2 separate regions of the Lactuca sativa genome follow, and region 1 is linked to region 2. The links are chromatin contacts, called in public Hi-C maps. All regions are on one chromosome and are shown on one strand. The core of a region is the stretch at or near the end of the contact, and the rest is flanking DNA. Distances in the headings are between cores, read along the strand shown. Region 1 holds the start of LOC111879851 (histidine--tRNA ligase, chloroplastic/mitochondrial). Region 2 holds the start of LOC111879893 (transcription factor MYB73).

Region 1 (3,523 bases), core at 324-2,823, 220 kb before region 2:
CCAGAAATTCTTAATTAATTAATACCTGAGGATTGGGGCGTTACAACATGTGGTTGATTTAACTACTAAATTTTAGCATAAGTTAAAAAGCTCAAACCGAACATACAACAAAATGTACTAAGGGGCTGTTTGGTAGCATCTGGAAGATTCATATCTGAATGATATAGATGTTTGGATAATGCAGAGGCTCTTTATGAACATGTATCTTAACGATAAATTGATGTTTGGTTAGGCTTGTGAACGGCTGCCTCTTAACAAGAAAAATGACCATTTTAACCCTATAAACTATTTTTTGCATAAAAAATAAACTCCATACAACATTCAAATTAGATATCGTACAACATCCAAATATGTCATATATAGATCCTTAGATCATAGTATAATAGATTTTATAAAAATATATTGCAATAAATCAGTTCAAACAAATTTGATTGTCGGGTTTCGATTGAAACAAGTTGATTGCAATTCTAAGATAACTCATCACGATCTTTGTTGCTATTGTTTACTTCCAGTGGCATTGCTCCCTACAAAAGTTGAGAATCAAAAGTAATAAAAAAGTGTTGTTAGAAGAAAAGCGAACATATATTTCCAGATTGTGAACCAAACACAAATAAGAAACCAAACCTAAAGATTACAAGTATACAAATCACATATGAATCCAGTTAATTCAACAAGTAAAAGACAATAAACTCATTAAATAGGAAATAGTTCATAATTTGATTATGGGTAAAAATCATCCGTAATTAACTTCAATCATCAAATCTTTAACATACATTTGACAATAAACTCTTAAATTTGAAAGAGAGATATGGATCCAAGCATCGATCCATATATACATATTAACTTATTCGATTAGTTCATTGTTATTTGATGAACATCAAACCGATTTGATATAATATTGAGCAGCATAAAAAATGATTTCACAATAATGGATTTCACAAAAATTGATCAACCAAACACAAGAAAAAATCGATTTCAAAAAATTGATCAACCAAACATAAGAACAGGTTTTAGGTATTGAGAAAATCGATTTCACAAAAATGATCATATAAACACAAGAACACAGAAAAATCGACCAGAAGGATGCCAAAAGAAAAAAACAACCATAACAAGACATATTAGAAAACTTACCAGCGAAGGGGTAGGCGGCGAGGAGGGAGGCGACGAAGGCGGAGGTGGAGCGGGGCTGCCGGAGGTCCGATGGCAAGGTGAGAATCGGATGGAAAAGAGAGAATGTTGCACGATGGGAGAACAACGGGGAAGAAAAAAAAGAGGCGGATGTTTTTTTAGGTCTAAGGGTATTATTTGGAAAAAATTTCATCCAGACTTGTCAACAACTCTGACCGATCAATACCCATTTCTTTTATATCGGACCGATTAAGAGGTTAAAAAAATTCCAACCAAACGCTCTGAATTTGAAGGATTTAGAGTTAGCCTCTTTATGGGATCATTAAGAGGCCAAACAAACAACCCCTAAGCAAAACTAACTCAAAGTTTAGTGTCTTAAACCTCATTTTCTTACAAACAAAGGACCAAATTTGCACTTTTCACTTTATGTTATTCGGGAAGAAGCCATTGCCTTGGACTGAGAAGAAGCCATTGCCTATTTGCCGTTGCGCGATGGCTGCTGCAACTCCATCTCTCCTTATCCTCCACCCTCGCCTCATCCTATTTGCCACTACTCTCCGCCCTACCCCCCTCATCTGCCACCAATTCTCCCTCCACTCTCCCCCTCTCAGCCGCCTCCCTGTTCGCTTCGCTCATAACAAACACCACTCCTTCTCCACCTCCCCATTAGCCACTGCTACCCCTTTGTCTGCCGACAATTCTAATGTCAATGAAACCACGCGTGCCGGTCGATCCGGTTCAATCTCCTCCCCACCACATCAGGTCGTCGATTACTCCCAAAAAGTAGACGTTAACCCGCCCAAAGGCACCAGAGATTTCCCTCCAGAGGAAATGCGCCTCCGCAATTGGCTTTTCCAGAACTTCAAAGAGGTTTTTATCCAATACACTTATTTCTGTTTTTCATCTGACACTGTTTAGTTGATGCTCGAGTAGATTATTTTGGTAAAGGGAAAGAAGGGTTTGGGATATTTGTTTGAACTTATTGATGATGTAGTATCTAATTCAAACCTAGTACTATCCCTCGATTTGCATCTGCTCGGCATATGTTTCTGTACATGTATTCATATCTTTTAAAACTTATGCTAACTGGCTGTTGAATATTAGGTTTCACAATTGTTCGGATTTGAAGAAGTTGACTATCCAGTACTAGAATCAGAAGCTCTATATATAAGAAAAGCAGGGGAGGAAATAAGGGACCAGGTTTGGTAATTCTTTCATTCTTGTTGCAGTTACCTCTGGTTTGACATATTACTTTTCTAATTTTCACAAGAGATGAATCTGGGGCAGAATCTTTTTACATGCAAATTATTTCAGCTATGTGAAGCCTGAATTGTGAAATCTTTACAATAGGAATGCAATGATAGAAATTTGAAATGACACAAAGATTAGGAGCAAGTCAAGTGTATTATAATCTACAAGTAAAACCTAAAAAAGATTGATTTGTGTAATTGTGTTGAATGTTGATGGATGATCTCTCTCAACTTTTATGATGCAGCTTTACTGTTTTGAGGATCGAGGAAATCGCAGAGTCGCATTGAGGCCTGAGCTTACTCCTTCTCTAGCAAGGCTTGTCATACAAAAAGGGTACTATACCACTATTATTGTGGAGAATTTCAATCTCTTTAGGTGTTTCATGGTTTAAATTTTAAACAATATGAGGCATGTGTGTAGTTATTTATTGTTATTTTATGTCCAGAAAATCTGTAGCCCTTCCAATAAAGTGGTTTGCTGTTGGACAATGCTGGCGTTATGAAAGAATGACTAGGGGAAGGCGTCGTGAACACTACCAATGGAACATGGATATAATTGGTGTCCCTGATGTAACTGTATGTTCTTCATAATCATTAACCTCAAATGGTATTTTAGGTTTCATTTGAATGTTCATATCCATCTTTCAATGTTGATGTCTAATAAGATCATCTGTTTGTTGTTTTCCTTGTAATAGGGAGAAGCTGAGCTTATCTCATCTATTGTTACATTTTTCAAACGGATTGGGATAACTGAAAAAGATGTTGGCTTCAAGATATCTAGCAGAAAGGTCTGAATACCGAGTATATGTAATGCAAAACATTGAGTATACCAAGTTTTTTAGAGAAATTTATTTCAGGAAAGTTTCACCTCTTTTAGTAAATATGTGCAGGTTCTACAGGAAGTGCTGAGTTTCTATTCGGTTCCAGAATCTTTATTTGCCAAAGCTTGCATCATCATAGATAAGGTTAGTCATATGCCTATGTCAAAATCTAAATGCAACACTTGTTATTTTATTTTAATAAAATAAAATCTACCAGTAATGTTGGAATGCTTATGAATTAATAACAATGATTTGTGTTTATATTGAAAAAAAAAAGATGGGGAAAATACCAATGGAGGAGATCAAGAAAGAGCTGGAGTTGGT
Region 2 (3,634 bases), core at 1,054-3,553:
ATTTTTTGAGACCGTGACATCCTCCTAACCCCCACCGTTTCGTTGTTTTTTTTCCTTACTACAAGCATCTTAACAAATAGTTGCATTTACATGAAAAAAATTATTCTCATGGCAAACACATACATCTGAAAGACAATGGAAGTGCCAATGATTATTCTGGAAATATGCCTATATAAAATAAAATGGTTGGCTAAAAGACACCCTATTTTAAAAAAATTATTAGGACCAATATCACTTTAATTTATGAAATTCTTGAATGGTTGTTATTTGAGTTTTATTGACATCTATAATCTTGAACAAGTTGCAATGGAAGCTTCGATCGAAAACTAACGCAAAAGTCAAAAGATTTGTTTCGATGTATGGTGAAGACTGAAATATTGCGAGTATAGTTGTATGACAATTTCATTTTAATGATTGTCAAAATATATGACATCATGAATATGCTTTATCACCCGAAAAGAGAAAAGAAACACAAAATGAAAGGTGGAGAAAGATCCCCATAAACAAAATAATAACCATGAAATAATGTTTTACAAGTTTTAATAACCATGAAATAATGTTTTACAAGTTTTACTTTTCGACTATTTATTTGAAGCTTTTACATTTTATTTATGCTTAATAACAACCAAGAAAAGAATACACTATCATAATGTTTATGACCATGAAACCAATATGGTAATGAAGATTTTTTTTCCTTTAGTTATATTTCGATTAAATGTTTATCTCATTTTCAGTTGTAATAATAAAACATTACAAGACGATTGAGATGCATTTCGTGATAGATTATCTGATTATTATGATTTGAGATGGTAATAAATACCTTTTAATGACGTTCTTAAAAAAATCACCTTTAGATTAACATATCTAGCCACTAAATCTTTACCACTTAAAATTACACATTTACACTTTTGAAGACGTCTTTTCTTTTCTACAAAAACAACTCTTTCCGATATATTTATTTTAAGTAGTTTTCATAACTCCAATAGAAAAAAAAAAAATAAAAAAAAAAATTGTTTGAGTAGGTGGATTGAGAAGCGCATAGATGATATATGGGTTTCATCCCACATCGCTGAAAAACGAAAAATAGGAGAGGAGGTGAGGCTATAAAAAGAGAGATGTGGGCAACGTTATGAAGCATCTTTGCGCTTGGGGCAATGACGCAGCTAATGAGGTAATAACCGAGGCGCGTCAATTGCTGGTTGAAAACTATTTCCAAACCCCCTCCTTGGCCTTGGGTCTCCCTTGGCCATCGAGAATTTCTGGAAGGGCTCCCTTAATTGGGTAAAGCCCTACAATCTAAAAGTTTTTAAATATTCTTATTATATATATTTTTTGTTTCATAAATATTATATTGAATTTAATAATCTAAACCTGAAATGTAAAATAAAAGATGAAAATGGGAATTAACGTTTCAGTTACTTTGAACTAAGACGGAGGATGCCCTTCTTTGGATCTTAGTTCGTTGATATAAATCCGAACCTCTTCTGCTATCATACGTTTCATGATCGTTACCAGACACGTGTTCTCCATCTCCACCGTCGACTTCTCCTCCACGTCATCATCCACCTCTGCGTTCTTTTCTGTTATTACTTGTTCTTCCACCGTTTTGATTTTGATATCCCCGGGTGGCAAAAGCGTCAGAGCCGTCGGAGGTCCGTCGCAACTGCTGTGGTCGGAGTTACGGGAGCATTGCTTCTTGGATGCAGGAAGATGATCCGACTGGGTTGACTCGCTGGATCCATCTGTGAGTGGTCGTTTCGCAACGGCAACGGCAACGGCAAAGCCGGAGTTTGAGACGCCTCGTCGGCGGAGAGTGGAGTTCCAGTGGTTTTTAATCGCGTTATCAGTGCGGCCAGGGAGGAGCCTGGAGATCGTTGACCACTTGTTGCCATGGATTGCATGTGCTCTGACGATGACGTCGTCCTCTTCACGAGTAAATGGACGGTGCTCCACGTCAGGACTGAGCTGATTGCACCACCGGAGACGGCAGGATTTTCCAGATCGGCCTGGGATACTAGAACTGATGAGGGACCAATTGCGCGGTCCATGTTGCTCCACCAGTTTCATGAGGGTGGCGTCCTCTTGTGGGCTCCAGGATCCCTTGATCTTGCCTCCTACTACTCCTCCTCCGCCGTCGTCTGATGTCGCCATGAAATGTAATTTGAGATTTTGGAGGATTTGAATTTTGAAGTGATGCAGATGGGTGTAATTGAAACGGTTGAGGGATGGAGGGTGGGTGGGGGTTATGAAGAGGAAGAAGAAGAAGAAGAAGTGAAGGAGAGGTTAGGTTTAACCGTTCAGGAAGGCCAGGGGGAGTAGTTGGCATGAACCATAAACTGCTCGTGCGTCTGTTTCATTTATTTATTTTATTTGGAGACGGTTAAAACTAACATTAAATTCCTAACAAACTTTGCTTCACCTAATACTTTTGTTTTGTTTGGCTTAATTTTTGTTTTTTGTTTATCAATGCATATAGTTAAGAATTTAATTTTACAACGATATGTTACCCACAATTTTAATTGATACTCTGTTACCCACAGTTTAATTTTACAACGATTTGTTTTTTATATGTTTTATAGGTCCCGATATTAAAATTGCAATATAATTTATTAATTTTTACATATATTTTGGTGTTTAATTGCAATAATACGATGGCGTATTTTCAGTTTTTGTTTGAAATTTTTATGCAATCACTAAAGTAAAAATTCATTTATTTCTATTTGATACATGATAATAACAAATAAATAAAAATAATATATGTTTTTTTTTTTTTAATTTTGTTGGAATATTATATAGTTTGAAAATACGTTGTTATTTTTATATCCAATATTTTTATTGGATTTAATTAGAATTATTTAAAAAAATTAACCGTATACATATATTAAACTATAGATAAAAAAATATGATATTTATATTTAATTGGTGCATGGGTGGTATTATAAAACAATAATCTGAGATTCGGGAGGCATCCAAATCTTACCTTATGTTGGTTGCAACTGAATCTAATTATGCGAGTTGTAACAGCATTGCCAAAAAAAGAGCAAACGACACCGTTGTTGTACTTATAAATGAGTTGACAATTCTATTCTAATTTGTGCAGCTCTTGGTTGAATTTGGACTTTACTTATATGTTTTAATCTACATTTTATTTCTACCATGGACAATGCTACTTAAAAGTGAATACAACTCCCTTCCATTTTTTCTACAAATTACAATTAAAAGCTAATAAATTATTATTAGCTATCATATTTATAACACATTCAACCAACACAAAATAATAAGTCCAGGATTAACAAGAAAGTTGACAGTTTATTAGAGATTAATTTTAAACAACAGGAAGGGTTTAACTAATAATTAGATTAAAAATTAAGTAAAAAACGAGTGAGGTCGGTCGACAAGCCGTAATTCAACTGGGATGGGACTGGAAACAACATTTAGTGGCCGTAATTGTTGACCATCACAACTGTTTGGCTGCTTGCTCTTACAAACAAACTTATACTTTTCTTTTTCTACACAATAAAAATAAAAATAAAAACAATAACATATCTTTTAATAAATAAAAAATTATTTAAGTTATTATTACACTCCGGTAAATATTATTAAATCATCGCAATTTCAAAAAAGTGTATAAACT

Evidence for each region. Hi-C and Micro-C count contacts between places; a contact is called where the count stands out from the background.
Region 1: a contact with region 2 is called in a Hi-C map of leaf, with 4 times the contacts expected there. The contact joins the promoter of LOC111879851 here to the promoter of LOC111879893 in region 2. A contact is called at or near these places in 2 of 4 Hi-C or Micro-C datasets (both in leaf).

Annotation. Positions count from the first base shown.
Region 1 is chr2:220,911,049-220,914,571 of Lsat_Salinas_v11, reverse strand. It overlaps LOC111879851 (histidine--tRNA ligase, chloroplastic/mitochondrial), which reads left to right and starts at 1,573. Exons shown (of 11, transcript XM_023876288.2): 1 at 1,573-1,998; 2 at 2,233-2,328; 3 at 2,624-2,712; 4 at 2,825-2,954; 5 at 3,074-3,166; 6 at 3,269-3,343; 7 at 3,477-3,523. The coding sequence starts at 1,621. It overlaps LOC128132123 (a long non-coding RNA gene), which reads right to left and starts at 1,263. Exons shown (of 2, transcript XR_008230050.1): 1 at 1,132-1,263; 2 at 305-524.
Region 2 is chr2:220,693,997-220,697,630 of Lsat_Salinas_v11, reverse strand. LOC111879893 (transcription factor MYB73) reads right to left here and starts at 2,303. Exons shown (of 1, transcript XM_023876324.3): 1 at 1,156-2,303. The coding sequence starts at 2,151. The coding sequence ends at 1,426. LOC111879901 (U4 spliceosomal RNA) reads left to right here and starts at 1,137; the gene lies at 1,137-1,289.